Regions from separate parts of the Anas platyrhynchos genome. Here region 2 is linked to region 1. The links are chromatin contacts, called in public Hi-C maps. All regions are on one chromosome and are shown on one strand. Each heading gives the region's core, a stretch centred on a gene start, on an enhancer-like site or on the middle of the called end of the contact. The rest is flanking DNA. Distances are from core to core; before and after follow the strand shown. Region 1 holds the start of DDC (dopa decarboxylase). Region 2 overlaps DDC (dopa decarboxylase).

Region 1 (3,422 bases), core at 550-3,049:
TTCCACTGAATTTCTGGAAGATATTTGTGTGTTCCGTATGATTCTTACATGCTTAGTTTTATGTTAGTGCAGTACTCTCAGAATCAGGTCCAAAGACAGAAAACAGAAATGAGGAAAGCAGTGAGGACTAGAGCTTTGTGAAAAATTGCCTAACACAGTCATGGAAGAAAAGAGTAACGAGAGAGTAGGTGGGTAGAAGAAATCATTTAATTTTCACTAAAGTGTATAGGGTTTGTGAAAACAGCTGAATAACAAGAAACAGAAACACCGAGGGCTTAAAATGTTTGTCTCAAAATACTTGCAATGAATTGCCTGAACAAGTCTTTGATCTCCCTTATAAAACAGCACCGCAGAGAAGAAGAAAACTGAGTGAGAAAGTACTGCATCCTCTTTCTAATACGTACACCTTCACAAACAGAATCCTAGAAGCTGCTGTCCTTCAAGAAGGGATAAGGGAGCAGGAACTCCCGGGGCAGGAGTGAGAAGGAAGACTTCGGATGCAGGAGAAATGGAGGAGCTATAGGAAAAGCAAACGGGTTGGTCATAAAAACGATCAAATATACACAGATGGTTCCACAGACTAGAAAGCAGTGACTGATGGAAGTATAGTAGACTTCTGTAAAAACATAGGCAGAACGCAAAATACTTAATTACTTTATTTTTCAATCAAAAGTCACAGGGCATCACCTAACGTGTAGGGGCCCAGTTCAGTAAATAAAAATTTCATCATTGACTGCCTGGATATTAAAAAAAAATAAAAAAATACCACATGCTAAAAGTTCGCCTGGGTTCATGAAGTGCTTATCAACATAAGGAGCTTCCACAAACTCACAGATGGATGTTAACTACAAACAAAGCATCTTTCGATCAGTAAGTCCATGGGCCTCATGTCACCAAGTGCCAGGAGCGGTCATTAGGGGAAGAATCATTACCTGATAACCTATATTTGTACTCTTTTTTTTTTTTTTTTTTTTTCTTCTAGGGCTAGAGATATTTTTTGGTCTGATACAGTATGTGTTCACATGGGGGCCAACTCACGCAGAAACAACTGAAGGTAGCAGAGGGAAGTGATTGCCCCCAGCCTGCTTGCATAGGGTATGCTGCACAAAGGCAGTAGCTGGCTTCATGTGGCCTCAAAACAAGGTGATAAATGATGGGGACTGCACCTTGCTTACACCTCACGTGTATACACCTCAAGTGAGCGGGATAGCGCTCACTTGAAAGGCAGGAGTGGGTATCCTAGAAGTTACACAGTAATGGTTATTTCTGGGCTTTTTTGTTCAGCTGCTGTGTAGCGGCACGTTGTGAAGGCCTCTCGCACCAGCAGCCTTCAGGATAAAATGCAGCTTTTCCTCCTGCTGTGTGCGAGCAAAGGAGAAAAAAAAATACAGGAGGTGGTGGGGAGGGAGGGGTGCAACCTACTGAAGTCTTGGGTGTTTTTTTTTCTTTTTTCCTCACAAAGAGCTGCAGTGCAGGGGCAGGTCTGAGAGGCTGTCCCCAGCCGTCCAGCACTTACACACTGAGGGAGAAGGGCTCATCCTAGCTCCGGCTACATCCCAAATGTCTCTGGGCTTCCCCCACCAGAGACACCTCCCAAAGGCTGGCAGTCTGGCTGCGGCAGGAGGTGGCTCAGCAGACCCCAGCCACGCTCCCCGGCCTCAGGCAGCTTTTTAATGCCGAGGACCCGGGACTGCTCAGACAGAAACATAGGCTGTGAACTGGATCTTGCGATGCAATAAAAAGAAACACTTTTCCCTACACCCCGTGCCCCTCCTGGGGCGGCGAGGCCGGGCTGGGCCGGCAGGCGGCGGGCGCGGCTCCCTCCGTGGGCGGCTGGGCTCCGGGCAGGGGTTCCCATGGAGCCCGAGCGGCTGGGGTCTCACTGTTTTACTTTAAACATGGGGAGATTTGGGGGTGTTTTGTTTCATTGAGACAGCTGCGTCCCTCGGCAGCGCCTGCCGTGAAGCACGGGCAGAGCGGTGAGGCTGCACCGCCAGCCTCCTGCAGGGGACGCGCTGCAAAATGGCGGCGCTGAATGGGGGCGGCCAGGGGGCTGCTCCTGAGGGGTGGAGGGCTTCACCTCAGGGCCCGCGCAGTGCCCCTCTTTCTTATGCTCCTACATTTTCACTTGAGGCTCCCTGGGTAAATAAGAAGTCACGTATCGCACCCCAAATACCTGTGCACGGCAGCAGAATGCGTTCAGCAGCTTTCCTTTTTTTCCTCCTTATTGAGAAAGAATGACTGGTAAAGCTGGTGGACGTTGTGCAACGCGTCTTAATGATTAACTACAGGTTCAGGATAAGCTCAATAGCAATGAAAACCACGTAGTTACTGGCAAGGGCTGAGAAATTTTTGGGGACTACGATTCTTTAGCTGCTTGTTGTGATCGCTTCTTAATGCAACAAGAATATCAGGAAACTACTGAAAGTGCATGTTTCCAAAGTGTCTGAAAAAGTACTGAGATCTCCAAACAGGTAAGGATAAGCTTACTCATGTTAGAAAGTGAAGTCACCTCTGTACTTTCACCAAGTAATCCAATCTGACAAGTCGGCAAAATTTGTTAAGTATTAAGCTACCGAGTATTTAGAAATGCAACATAATGTACTCAAGTTAGACATTTCTGTTTTAATCAACAGTAGTTTAAGCCTATTTTATTGAAATGGTCAGGAGTTCATAAAGTATTTTAATATCAAAACTTTTGAATTTAAAGATTTTAAACGAAGCAGGTTTTAACTGCTAAAATGGACTCAAAGGCACTGCTTACTAAATGAAGTGTTCTGGAGGGACAGCAATGCTTTTGCATGGTGGCATCCTGTGCCGTATAGGAACTGAGTCCCAGCTGACAAGCTACATTAACCTCCACAAATTTGGTCAGAAGAACAAATCTCTTTTGTTTGAAAATGCAGTTCTCCTGTTCCTATAGCTTGGTTTCATTGCAATGTGTGAGATTGGACTTACCTTTGCAGAGAGGTCCTGTTTATGTCATGGGAAGTGGAGCTATCCCCATACAGTGGCATCACACTCTCGTGTGGCAAAATGCAGAACGGCAAATGTTACTTCAGCACTACCAGGGCTCAGAGGAAGAAGTTAATGGATTCATAGGGACTTCAATGGAAGAGGAAAGAGGAATAACGTTTTTGTCAATGATTCAAGGAAAAAAGATAACATACCACAATGAATACTTGATGCAAAAGCAAGATTTTCAATATAACTATGATGTGTGATGAAAGATTTCTTAAGAAGAGAGCATCCTGGGAGTTCAAAGTACGCATCTCACACCACTGATGTGAATTGGAAGTAAAATGAGGAAACTGGAATATCTGTTGTGAGGAGATTTACTGAGGCCAGGGGGGTGAAATGCGGATTTTTAATTATGTAGCTATGTCCTTTCTGCACACAATGGGGTAAAAGTTGTCTCACTG
Region 2 (3,422 bases), core at 306-2,805, 69 kb after region 1:
AATAACAAGATGCTGGTTGTAGTCTGCTCTCTGACTTGGACAAGTAAACACCGGTTTTACAGATCCAGAGATAGCTGTTACTCAGTGCTCTTTGCTTAGTTTAAAGAAACAGAGTTTAGCAACACAGAATTGTCACTTTTGATCAGACCAGTGGTTCACCCACATCTGGTCGCCTGTCCCTGATGCTCCAGAGAAAGAAATCAGGTTCACAGGGAAAGGCGTTTACACAAGAAGAGATAAATACTGGATATCTAGCTCATAAACCTTTGGGCAAGTTGTAGAATAAAGGCGTTATTCTTCCGAAAACCAGTCTAGAAACAGCAGTGTTTTCATCACTATTTCCATCAATGTTTTTATTGCCTTCCCTGTCCAAAAACAAACAAACAAACAAAACCACAATAAAATAAAATAACACACACACAAAAACAAACAAACAAACAAACAAAGAACACCCCAAGCTAACAAGCTTTTAAATGAAGAGTTTTTTCCAGTTATTTTTGCAACTTTATTTCCTATTAAAATAATTCTTCAAAATCTTCTGGTGGTTTCTGTACTTGGTATTAAAACGCACTGTAGAAGCAGGGTACCTGTAACTTTTATGTAACTTACTGGGACAACCCCATGTTACAGCAGGACTGAAGGACAGGGGACTTGACCCTATAATGCTTTGAGCTGTAAAAACAGCAATACTTTTCCTTCTGTTGATCTTGAGAAATCTTCTTTTTATTTTTTAGCTGTAACTTTTAATGTTTTTCCTTTCATGCTGTTGAGCAGATGGACTAATAGTCTATGACTTTCATATTATAACTGTTTCATCAAATGTCAGAGAAGGAATCCAAGTATCACGCCAAAGGGTTAATTTCTGGCCTCCCTGTCATGTCTGCAGATGAATAGAAGTCAAGCTAGTCATTTCTCCAAGGGGATGAGAATACGGGCTTATTAAAACTGACAGACTCCATCAGAGCTGGCTGCTGGCTTCTCAAAGCTCTGGGAGAGGATTTGTCACTGCTAACTTCAATTTGATGTGACACCTGAGTGTCAGAGCAGCCCCTAGGTGCGGCTGAGAGAGGAGAATAGAAGAAAGGCACACAAACCTTTCTCTTTCCTCCCCTTACCCCTGCCAAGGGCATTAACATATTATAAGTGCTTATGTTGCCCTAAAGGCAGTGCTGTGCATTTCATATTAACAATGAGGATCAACGTTTTACTGATGGATTACCTTCAGTAAGGCAGCAGTACATCATTCTCACCAGTGATGCTGACTTGGGTTCATCTCTAACTGTAATGGGACCCAAAAGCATGGGAAGAAATCATTTTGTCCGTAGTTCCAAGGGGAAACTGTGTCTCCCTTGTGCTTTGTTTTCTTTAGGAAAAGGCTAAGAAGGCACACCACAACTGGGTAGATTTGTGATAATGTCTTCTAATAAAGATATTTTCAAGAAGACTGATGGCCACTGCTGTACCAGAAGCGCTGCTGAGCATGTATACAGGTGTATTTGTCCACTTGTGGCTCTGGTGCTGCAGTGGTCAGTCAGGGAACAGCAGAAGTCCCAGCCTCTCTTGCAATGCCGTGTCACCGGCAGTGCAAATGGAAAGAGTAAAGGCCGTACAGTAGCTAGGATCCTTCCCCAAAGAGAAAAATCATAGCCCTCAGGATCAACGTGGCGTATTTTGTTATGTCAAGCAGGCCAGCGAATCTGAGGCCATCTATCAGGCTGCTGATATAAAAAATTAGACATACGGGTTCCTGTAATTAGGGTAACAAAGACTGCCAAAGATATGCTGTGAACACTTCATCCTGCATTGCTAAATCTGACAAAAGTCCCAAGACCCTCCCATGTTGTTTTCATTTCAAACAATTTACTGGTGTTTTTGAAAATCTAATGACACCTTTTGTTTTATTCTTAAATACTGATTGAGGTGAAGGAGGAAAACCATTAATGCAACATTAGCTGAACCTGTAAAAGAATCAGTACTCTTCTGTGTAGTCCTGTTTCTTTTAGGGTTGGTACTGAAACCATGCAGCTGCTCTAAAGGAAAGACACTCAGTATTTGAGTACAAGGAGGACTAAGTACACTAGAAGAAGATAAAATGCAATACTGAATGGATGTAGTGTCCCTCTGACTTCTTCCAAGTTACTTAGCATGTGTAACTTACTCAGAAGAATGGCTGCTCCCAGTGGGAGGGTCAGTTTGCCACATTCCTAAAATCCCCAAGAAAACACTGCAGGATTCAGTGGAGGACACTTGCTATAGAACTCACAGCAAATACCTTTTTAGGGTTTCACTAATAGTATGAACCAGACTTTGGTTCCTTGATTCTTTTTATGCCAGGGATACATTACCTTAACTATTACTTAACCGAGGGTAAGATTTCCATCTTCATATTCCAAAGCCTCTCTAACAGCAGCCATGCCTAAGTGAAGACTGGAAGATTTGTTTTACTAATGTTAGTACAGTTCATTGCAAAACTGCCTCCCACGTCTGTTTGATTAGATCTAAGAAAAGTGTAATGAAATGGTTGCAGTAATGAATGCTTTTATGTGAAGCTACATAGCTCATGACCTTAGGTCATGCAAAAGCAGTCAGCTATCACAAATGCCCCAGTGTGAACACTGCTTCTAAGCCACAGTTAATCCATAAATCTCTTTGTGGCTGAAAAACGATCTCTTGAGGCATGATCTTTTTTATAATCCTTTGATGGCAAAGCACTGAGAGATGAGAAAGCGGCCGCATGTTACTGGTGACGCCTTGGCTCGGCAGCTTGGTGGGACTTACATATTCCAGGCTTGTTTCTGAAACTCATTGCTGTATCCATTGAATTATGATGATTTCAGGGCTCAAATGAACTAAATAAGGCGCTTCTCAAAAGCATAAACGAGGCCAAGAAGATTCACCTGGTGCCGTGCTACCTGCGAGAGAAGTTTGTGCTACGTTTTGCTGTTTGTTCCCGCACGGTGGAATCCACCCACGTCAAGTTTGCCTGGCAGCACATCTCACAGCTGGCGACCGACCTCCTGCAAACGTGGGAGCACGACGACCACCAGCAGTAACGATGGCAAAGCAGCTGTGGGGAGGAGGTAATTAGCTGGCTTTCTCTGTGTTGCCAAGCTTTATTTTAGGGGCAGGTGGGACAGTCGAATTATGAGGGAAAAAAAAAAACACAAAAACCTGTTGTTTCATAGCCCAGCTGCCGAGCAAAACCCTTGCCAGCACTCTGTGTTGTAACCTTGGTGATTCGTTCTCTGCACTGTAATCTTATGCACCGCATTCTTGTCTTGCCTCTTTCAAGGCTGGATGTGGCCGTGGGGGCTCAAGCTGTCATTTCTTACCATTTCTTATCTGTTTGTTATCAAGAGCATTTATTGAACCAGGCAACTCAAAGGGAAGCGTTATTACTCCCTCTGTCGTCCTCAATAAAC

What was found. A called contact is a pair of places that touch in the nucleus more often than the background predicts.
Region 2: a contact with region 1 is called in a Hi-C map of F1 follicle, with 3 times the contacts expected there. The contact joins the enhancer-like site here to the promoter of DDC in region 1. A contact is called at or near these places in 2 of 8 Hi-C or Micro-C datasets (F1 follicle and liver).

Annotation. Positions count from the first base shown.
Region 1 is chr2:72,659,540-72,662,961 of IASCAAS_PekinDuck_T2T, forward strand. It overlaps DDC (dopa decarboxylase), which reads left to right and starts at 1,800. Exons shown (of 14, transcript XM_005022746.6): 1 at 1,800-2,474.
Region 2 is chr2:72,728,361-72,731,782 of IASCAAS_PekinDuck_T2T, forward strand. DDC (dopa decarboxylase) reads left to right here. Exons shown (of 14, transcript XM_005022746.6): 14 at 2,838-3,422. The coding sequence ends at 3,053. Among named protein-coding and RNA genes, the nearest start is that of FIGNL1, 4.7 kb to the right of the region's middle. Within about 2 kb of position 1,556, at least 1 of the 8 cell types and tissues checked has an H3K27ac peak or open chromatin away from gene starts, as enhancers often do. A contact at or near this core is called in F1 follicle, where this site is marked.